Regions from separate parts of the Sus scrofa genome. Here region 2 is linked to region 1. Evidence: chromatin contacts called from public Hi-C data. All regions are on one chromosome and are shown on one strand. The core of a region is the stretch at or near the end of the contact, and the rest is flanking DNA. Distances in the headings are between cores, read along the strand shown. Region 1 holds the start of MAN2A1 (alpha-mannosidase 2). Region 2 has its middle 270 kb from the start of TMEM232.

What was found. A called contact is a pair of places that touch in the nucleus more often than the background predicts.
Region 2: a Hi-C map of embryonic fibroblasts shows a contact between it and region 1, with 2.4 times the contacts expected there. The contact joins the enhancer-like site here to the promoter of MAN2A1 in region 1. A contact is called at or near these places in 4 of 5 promoter capture datasets (fetal liver, fetal skeletal muscle, liver and 1 more), 4 of 47 Hi-C or Micro-C datasets (embryonic fibroblasts, fetal heart ventricle, mesenchymal stem cells and 1 more) and 1 of 2 datasets of contacts at active chromatin or transcription factors (skeletal muscle).

The regions. Positions count from the first base shown.
Region 1 is chr2:114,673,722-114,678,444 of Sscrofa11.1, forward strand. It overlaps MAN2A1 (alpha-mannosidase 2), which reads left to right and starts at 2,065. Exons shown (of 22, transcript XM_003123823.6): 1 at 2,065-3,267. The coding sequence starts at 3,133. PJA2 (E3 ubiquitin-protein ligase Praja-2) reads right to left here and starts at 2,040. Exons shown (of 12, transcript XM_021085401.1): 1 at 1,806-2,040.
Region 2 is chr2:115,255,356-115,260,078 of Sscrofa11.1, forward strand. No RefSeq gene overlaps it. Among named protein-coding and RNA genes, the nearest start is that of TMEM232, 270 kb to the right of the region's middle. Within about 2 kb of position 2,491, at least 3 of the 83 cell types and tissues checked have an H3K27ac peak or open chromatin away from gene starts, as enhancers often do. A contact at or near this core is called in embryonic fibroblasts, where this site is marked.

The sequences.
Region 1 (4,723 bases), core at 815-3,314:
ATCTTCCTCCATCATAGGGTGTACCTATACACCAGGAGCATGCTGGAATTTGGTTCTCGTTGTGGGTATACTGGTAGTCCAGGTTGATTACCATGGATTTTTTTTTTTTTTTTTTTTTTTTTTGCCTTTTAGGGCCGAACCCACAGCACATGGAGGTTCCCAGGCTATGGGTCGAATCCGAGCTACAGCTTCTGGCCTACGCCACAGCCACAGCAAAGCCAGATCCGAGCCCTGTCTGTTACCTACACCACAGTTCACGGCAACACCAGATCCTTAACCCACTGAGCGAGGCCAGGGATCGAACCTGCAACCTCGTGTTTCCTAGTCGGATTTGTTTCTGCTGTGCTATGATAGGAACTCCTATCCGGAATTTAAGGAGAATGCAAATTTCCTCTTAAGGCATCTGCCCCAGGTGAGTTTTCAAGCAGAGGAAGCCTACCTCAGAAACTAGAGGGCAAGCTACTTCCACTAGTAAGAGAGGCTCAGATTGAATTGGGGGGTTCTAGATTGTCAGTTTCACCTGGGTTTAATCCATCCCAAGTTTGGGGATTCTATCATTTAACAAGTCCCTAGCTTTTACAGGAGAAACTTAGCATACCTGTCAATTCAACAGTAGTTGTAATTCGGTAATTTTGTGTTTGATTTTCAGCAATATCACTTCATTGCCAGTCAATAAGAGCGTCCTTTAAAATGGTTCCTTTAAAATGTGCTTATCATTTCTCTTTGTAAGCATTCAAAGGAACTCAAAAGAACCACTCTCACACCATAGTCTTTATAGTCACCTTACAGCCTTAAGAGGCCACTGTAGCTGCCATTTGGTGCTTTAAGGCACTTGGTACTTCATCACAATCAGCTACAGGTTAACTGGGATGCCTCCTACAGCATGAATCACCAGTGTCTTATATCCCTTCGGCAAGGAATTCAGTACTAAACTCAAACCCAAAGACCCAATCAAAGCAAACTCCTAATTGTGTCTTTTTAAGTCTATCTCTTGGGACTACAGGTAAACTTAATAAAAAGATAAAACAGGGTTTTGGAGTAATGAGATTCACTAGTGAGAAGAGACCCCTCGAGAATACAGAAATAGCAGGTATAAGGAGCTAATTTTATAATAACCATTAGGCTGGGAGATAGCCTTCTCAAGGAGCTTCCCCAAACCTTCCCACGGCAAAGATACAGACAGTCCTGGAGAGGGCACAGCCTGGCTCACTGAATAGCAGAGAAGTCACTGTGGTGCCACACCTGCAGAACTTGTTGAAAATTGACTGCCTGGAACTTGCTACACATTTTGCCTCTAAGGTGCCAGAAAGCTATTCATTGAGGTAGTGTCTCTCTCCAGGGCCTTTACCATAAAAATCACTAGAGCTGGGGACATGGAAGGAAATCGCTGGTCCCTGAGCACTATAGGAGCTTGGCACTGGAAAAAAGCCAGATTTGCTGCTGCAAGAGCCTGCCTACCAACACCACGTAGGAAAACACCCTTCTTCCCGTAATGTCTCTTCAGTATCCTCTCCTATCAAAGATCCAGCCCCTGCTGGCAAAGGAAAACTTATTTTCAAAGGCCCAGATCCATTTTCACAGTACAGTGAAAAAGGGTGAATTTGGAATTGAGGAAATAAATCAATAACCGGCACAAGCATCACTTCTCAAGCTCCCCTCACAGATTTTGTAGCCAGATTTCTACACCTTTCTGGAGGGTCCTTCTGCAGGCTCCTTTCCCTCAGGTTTCACCAGAAGTTGCCAACAGCAATGGAGTAAAAGATTAGTCTGAACAGAATTCGCAGCCCCGTTCTCTTTCTCCTCACCGAGTTTCCGTCCAAGACACGCCAGGCCCGGGACATCAAGGACAGGAAAACTGGGCAGCGAAAAGGAAGTGGGGAGAAAGCTCAGCAGAACCCGGACTGCACAGCCTCACCGCCTCTCAGGGCCGCAACTCCGGCTACACTCCCTCCCAGGTCACAAAAGCCGTCTGAGGTCTTCCCATCGCAGGGGCTCCGGGAGGCCGTCGCCGGGCGGGCCGGCGGGCGGCGCGTTGTGATTGGGCGCCAGGGAGCCCGCCCCCTCATCCCGGCGCGTCGGGAGGGGGCGGGGCCCGCTGCCTGCTCAGCTCCCGGGCTGCGGGCGCCTACTGACCCAGCGGCCACTGCACCGCCGCTGTCTCCTGCTTGTGGCGGGCGGTGCAGGAGCACCGAGTGGCGCTGGAGAACCGGCGTTTCCTTTCGCAGCTGCCGCCGCCATCTACGCGTTTGCGGAGCGGGAGGGAGGGAGGGGACTCGCGGCTGCAGCTGGAGCGGGCTTCTCTCCGGGGACGGTCCTCCCGTTGCTCTCCTTTTCCTCCTCCGCGCGCCGCCGCCGCCCGCCCCCTGCGCCCTCCCGGCGCAGCCCGGGTCCGAGAAGGGAGAAGAAGGGTCGGCGGGGGGCGGGAGGAGCCGGCTGGTGGACGCGCGCTTGGAGGAAACTCTTGCCCGACCCGTGAGTCCCCGCTCCCGGGGTGCACGCCGGCCTGGTCTCAGCGGCGGCGGCGGCGGCGGCGGCGGCAGCAGGAAGGGGCTCAGTCCCGGGAGGCGGGGGCTGTACCGCGGGGGCGGGCCCGGCTGTCCCGGCGCTAAGTTGTGCGGCCCGGCTCTTCCCGACCTGATTTCCTTCCCCACGGTTCCTTGGACCCAGCTCCGCGCCACCGACCCCAGAGCCTCCAAGCCTGCACCTCCTGGGTGAAGAGGACACACCTGCCCTAATCGAGAAAACTTTTCCTGCCGACTTGGTCGGGGCGACGGTGGCAGGAAGTCCAGACAGCGACCTTTTCTCTGCCTGCCCTGCGCGCCCTGCCGGGTGCCGGCGCTGAGGTCGAGATTAAGTTTTAGCGGGCCCCTTCCGGGCTGCAGGCAGGTCCCGCCTCGGGAGCAACGCCCGGCCCCCGGGAGGGCGGCAGGCCGGGGCGAAGGCCAAGGGCGCGTGGTGGCGCCGGAGATAAGGTGCGGACCGCGTCTGGGACCCGCATCCACAGCCTAGAGCGCGGGGACAACGAGCCTGGGAGCAGAGAGCCTCCGGCGGCCGCTTCCAGGAGTCCACGGTGTCTGCCTCCTCCTCCTCCTAGTGAGGACAGTGCCCTGGCCTTGAGTCTATCGAGGAAAAATGAAGTTGAGCCGCCAGTTCACCGTGTTTGGCAGCGCAATCTTCTGTGTGGTCATCTTTTCGCTCTACCTGATGCTGGACCGGGGTCACTTAGACTACCCCAAGAGCCCGCGCCGCGAGGGCTCCTTTCCCCAGGTAAGCACCGGGAGCGAGGGCGCGGGGCTCCGAGAGAGTAGGCATGGGGGCCCGTAGTTACCCACTGCTACGAGACCTCTCTCTCCCGCCGGGGCTCCGCGCCCCGGCTAGGCGAGGCCGAACTGGAGGAGGCATGAATCCTTCTCCAACCCCCGCTCCGCAGCATTCGGACGGCGGTGACCGCGATCCCGGAGCCACCCCCTCCCGGGCGCGCGGAGTTAACAAAGTACTAGGCAGCATGCGGTGGCCGGATCGTGCTCATAGGAAATGGCCGTGTTCCTGTGCTCGTACCCAGGCCTGTTGGGGTGGTCACCTGCTGGCCGGTGAACTCGCGCGGCGTGAGGCGCTCCCTTGCAGGCGCAGCGCTTGCTGACAGCTCACGGGCTATGGTAGCCCCTCGGCACACACAGGGTTAAGCTGCACTGATCCCCTTCGCTCACCCAGTCACGGAAATGGATCAGACAGACCCCATCTGGGTGTTTCATTTATTTGTTTATCCCCGCTGTCTCTTGAGAAATAAAAGTTTATTTCGTGTTACAGACCTCTTAGATGTGAATCTGTAGGGTTGATTTTAGTGTCGTCATTCTTCAGCTATTACATCGTGTTTGTTTGGAGCAGAAGAGGGAGCCTAGTGAGGAAGCGCTTGTTATACTCTGGCCGGAAGCTGTGGGGCGCTCAGTCCTGAGCCCAGCGGTCAAATTGTCAAAGGAGTTGGGAAAACGACCCATCTTAAGTCTTTTATTTAAAGTTACTAAAAATAAGCAAACAGGGATGATCGGTTCTATTTGGGGGGCTGTCGCGCCGCGTGTGTTTCAAGTTGTTTTCCGGTGACCTGTACGCTCCATAGATTTTAGTAATACTGGGTATTGTGTAGTATCTTCTGTAATGAATGAACGTGAAGAACTCAAAATCCTGAGACGCTTATCTGTCAATTACTTGGCTCAAGGGTAGAGAAACGTAGGACGTGAACAAGTTGGTGTTTTGTTTTTGTGTGTGTGTGCGATTGTTTAAATGACCAAAGAATAGTCTTGCCTTTTGTTCTTGTCCTATGCTAGGACAAGAGGCTTGAGTTTAATGAAATTAGACTAGTAATTTTACCTCAGTTATTATGAAAGTGAAAAAAGACCCCCCTTTGTGGATGGTATCATCAGTACAGAGCAGGAGAACGATACTACAAATCTGGGTGTGAACAGATGTATTAAAAAATTTAAAAGCATTTGGTTTGGGGTAGTATTATAGAGAAAATATAGTGAGATTAGCACTATGGGATATCTTTAAATATTGAGTTTAGAGTTTGTCCAGTGCTTGTTGATGAGATTGGATTAAACAGTTAAAAAAAAAAAAAAAAGGGTAAACCTTCTGAAGCCAGAGCACAGGAGGAGTTCCGAGTCTTGTTTTATATGTTGTATAATTTGGGGGCTTAGTGTATTACGATTTTTCTCTCCCGGTAAATCCA
Region 2 (4,723 bases), core at 1,241-3,740, 580 kb after region 1:
CTGCAACCCACACCACAGCTCACAGCAACACTGGATCCCCATCCCACTGAGCAAGGCTAGGGATGGAACCCTCAACATCTTGGTTCCTAGTCGGCTTCATTAACCACTGAGCCACGACAGGAACTCCTGTAAGAAGATGTTCTAATTCCATCTTTTATGTATAGCTGTCCAGTTTTCCCAGCACCACTTATTGAAGAGAATTTTTTTCTCCATTGTGTATTCTTGCCTCCTTTGTCAGGATTAATTGGCCATTAGTGTATGGGTGTATTTCTGGGCTTTCTCTCCTATTCCACTGATCTATATGTCTGTTTTTGTGCCAGTACCATAATGGTTTTATGACTGTAGCTTTGTAGTATAGTCTGAAGTCAGGGATCCTGATTCCTCCAGCTCTGTTTTTCTTTCTCAAGATTTCTTTGACTCTTCAGGGTCTTTTATGTTTCCATATACATAAATTTTTAAAAAATTATGTTCTAGTTCTGTGAAAGATGTCACAGACAATTTGATAGGGACTGTAGATTACCTTGTGTCATATAGTCATTTTAACAATATTTGTTCTTCCAATCCAAGTACAAGGTATATCCTTCTATCTGTTTGTGTCTTCAGTTTCTTTCATCAGCATCTTATAAGTTTTGGAGTACAGGTCTTTTGCCTCCTTACGTGGGCAGGTATTCCTAGATACTTTATTTTTTTGATGAGATATTTAAATGTTGACTATCATATTTAGAACAGTTTCCCTCTTATCTGTCAACTCTCACTCATTCTGCCTCAAGACAGCATAGATGAGTGGAAAATGCATAATTTGGTATTAGGCAGATTTAATATCAAATTCTGGCTGTTCTACCTATAAAATGTGCAATATTGAGCCAATATTTTAACTTCTTAAGCTAGTTTTCCTATATATAAGAGCAGAAGTGACATGTCATGATTCAACTGACATTTCAACATGAGAATTAAAATTTAAATGAGATATTGAACATATTACCTACCACATTATCATAATATGCTCACATAAATAATGTATTATTTTTCTGTATTAATAATCATATTTACTCTCCTGGAGCTGGTGTATTTCACCTAGGTAATAGAAGCCTGGGAACATAGAGTTAATCATGAAAAACAGATAAAACACACATCCTGCCCAGTACATCAATGGGCAGGAAAAGCCAAGTTAGCAAATTCTTGTACTTTCAGGTTGTATATATTCCAGAATCCAAATTAATTAGGTTTATTTTAAATCTAGGCATGCAGAATGCCTGGGGTACAAGAAATGAACAACTTAAAATTGGTAAATAGTATAGTGGCATTTATTAGAACAAAAACTTCCAAGAATTAGAAAAATCTTCTACATTCTTAGACACACTTAGAGCTATGTGGCATTTCTTTGGGGAAAATCACTGTTTCACTGTTTATCAGATCCGTTGATTTCCTGCTGTATTATTTTGTTTGCTCAATTATTTTGGTCTAGCCCCTAAGTACAATTGGATTGTTCCTTTTTTCTCTATAATCATTAGCATACAGAAAATTTACTCTTCATTTCACCTCCTACTTCCAGTCTTTTTCCTAAAAGCATTTTGTGTCAAAAACCACTTTCTGCCTTAGTATCTGGGATCCTCATGTCACAGCAAAAAAAAAAAAAAAAAAAAAAGGCACACTGTATGTTCCTTCTGTTGGGTGTAAATGAGACTGATGCATTCTGGAAACTACCTGTCCAAAGCAACTGTAGTTTGACTAATGGATGTGAACAGTGATGTCAATCTTATTCTCTTCTTTGAAGATGCTCAGTGGCAAAACAATGGTTCATTTTTCCAGGTAACCCATGTTGTAAAATGCAGTAGTCTAAATACAACTTGACATGGATACAGCATTCTTTTCTTTTAGCTTCAAGCACTCCAAGCCCTGGGAGGAATAAGTTCATAAATTTGGAATATCAATATTTACTTTAAAATTTTTGATTTCTGGAGTTCCCGTCGTGTCTCAGTGGTTAACGAACCTGACTAGTATGTTTTTATTTTTATTTTTTTGTCTTTTGTCTTCTTTTAGGGCTACACTGGTGGCATATGGAGGTTCCCAGGCTGGGGGTCTAATCAGAGCTGTTGCTGCTGTCCTATGCCAGAGCTACAGCAATGCCAGATCCAAGCCACATCTGCAACATACACCACAGCTCACGACAGTGCCAGATCCTTAACCCACTGAGCAAGGCCTGGGATCTGGCACTGCCGTGAGCTGTGGTGTAAGTTACAGATGTGGCTCAAATCCAGCATTGCTGTGGCTGTGGTGTAAGCTCCAATTTGACCCCAAGCCTGGGAACCTCCATATGCTGCAGGTGTGGCCCTATAAAGAAAAAAAAATTATTTGTAATGTATACATAATGAGGTAATCAAACCACTTCCTGACGCAGACATGATTCACTTATTTGGCCTAGCAAAGTGCATCAAAATGCCCTCCAGAGCTGCCAGCACTAGAAGAGTGTTCCTCTCTCTGCATACTGTTCATCACTTGCTGGGCCCTGGAGGCTCCACCAGGCTACCCCCAGAGATTTATTCCATGACTGGCTTGGCTTGTTCTAGCTTATGATTTTACTTTGTAAAAATATTTTGTTTGCTTAAGTGTTGTGGTCAGTAAATGTTTTACATGCCTCCAATCCAGACTCATTATCACAACCCAGCTTCTAGTATTGTTTGGGAACAGAATGCTTACTTGTTTTCCTGGCCTGACGCACTGTTTTTTTGTTTTTGTTTTTGTTTTAGTTTTTAAATTAGATTAGTTGCCAAAATATAAAAACAGATTATTGTACATTTAAGAAAAGTAATAATTCTCACCACTTTAAAAAAAAAAAAATCAGGAATGTTGCTTCATGTAAAGGGCATATATTCTCCAGTTTCTTGAGTCTTTATGATCCCATTGTTTCCCTAGAAAAGTGGGTGAGTTTCAGTTGCCATTCATCACTAAACTGTCACTGGTGTTTTCCTTAGAGTCCAGCAATATGTCTCTGCACATGTCTCTATCCAAGGTAGAAACTGAAAAGACAGACAGGAAAAGCTGAAGAGAAATGGGCATTATTTCTTCACGGAAGTAAGCATATATTGGATGACTCACTCATTTGCATCAGTGCTCATTCACTAACAACATTTCAGTTTGTAATCCCAGTTTTAAATCCTTCAGGATTTAGGAACACCAGACCTGCCTCATTAATCCATCACTTTCTCCATATACAGAAGATTACAGGTGTTGCTTGAGGTTGCTTCGTAACTACATCTTTTACCTCTTGTTGCAGTGTCACAAAGTATCAACTTCCACTTAAACAGCTCTTTCAGAACTTGAATCTAAATAATACAATAATGTTTGTACTACTAGGGAAGCAGAGGCATATTATGGAGCTAATTACTCTTAAAATCATCTACCATCTCACTAACTTGATGCACATGCATAAATTGGTTTTCTTTAGTTGCAAACAATATAGACAAAGCCTGAGTAATTTAACTAGAAGGGAATTTATCAGAAGGGTGTGAGATGGTACCATAATTATTAAAAGGACTGAAGGGAACCACGTCTGGCAGAGTGGGAACAGGTACAGCTCAGGGGTGCTGGATGGCAGGAGTGAGTAATAGTTTTATCAACATGCTGTGGATGACAAGTAACAAGGTTGTGATTTTTATGCTTCTGTCCATTAACTCAAGATTCAAAGTTGAGATGTTCAGATGGCCTAAAGTGAATGACACTTATCTCTAGAGGAGGTCAGTGTACCCTGATTGACAATTACACCAAAACAGTGGAGTAAAGGTAACTTTCAAAAGTAAATCCACATGCATATGACCAAAAGAAAAAGAAATGGTTGCCAAAAACACAAGAAAAGCCCACTATAAGATTTGCTCACTGTAATCTAACAGATAATGTCTAATGTCTTTAAATTTTGCAGTGTTTTGATATAAAGAAAAATGAATCACTTTGTGCTTTTGACACATTCTATACTCTATACTTAATTTGTATTCCCACTTTAATATTTTTCTTCTTTAAAAGTCCCCCAAATTGAATAAGCTTTACAGCTCACATACCTAGATCTCTTCTGAAAGAATTAAAACATTTCATTCTGAGTGCAGTTTCTTAAATCAAGGAGACATTAAGCTAGATATAAGGTAATCCTACTTGGAATCTGAATCAAACCTTTTTTCTCTTCCCATCATCTTTTACCTTCTCTGCCACCTGCTATCCCTCTTTTTCTTTTCTTTCTTTTTTTTTTTTTTTTTTTAAAGAAACAGAGATAAAGGGAAGAGATCATCACAAGACAGAGTAGATTCGGAAAGCAAAGATGAAGTCCATGTTGGAGGCAAAGAATTTGGGAAGATAATAAAAACAATTTTGAGATATATTTGGTAATGATAAGTTAAGCCTCTAGCAAATTTTGATGTTTAAATTAAATTCATACGTTACAGTTTGCTGTGTTCCATGTTTGAAACATAAAGATGGCAGGTTGGTGGTGGGTAGGCAGCCCACGGGGATTGTGGTAGAAAGAGGGCTGGAGAGAGAAAGGTGAGGTTGTACTCAAGGTGCAAAATAAGAAGGCAACTTCATTGGGAAGTCCTTTACCCAGCCCACAACCCACATTAGTTTGATCTTGTAATTAATTCTTCCTTGCCTCTCCCATCTCCCAGGGAGAGAACTTGCCTAAGGCGACAGCCACTCCCTGGCTCCCTGATCCAGGCAGTTCCCTCTTCCCACACCTTTC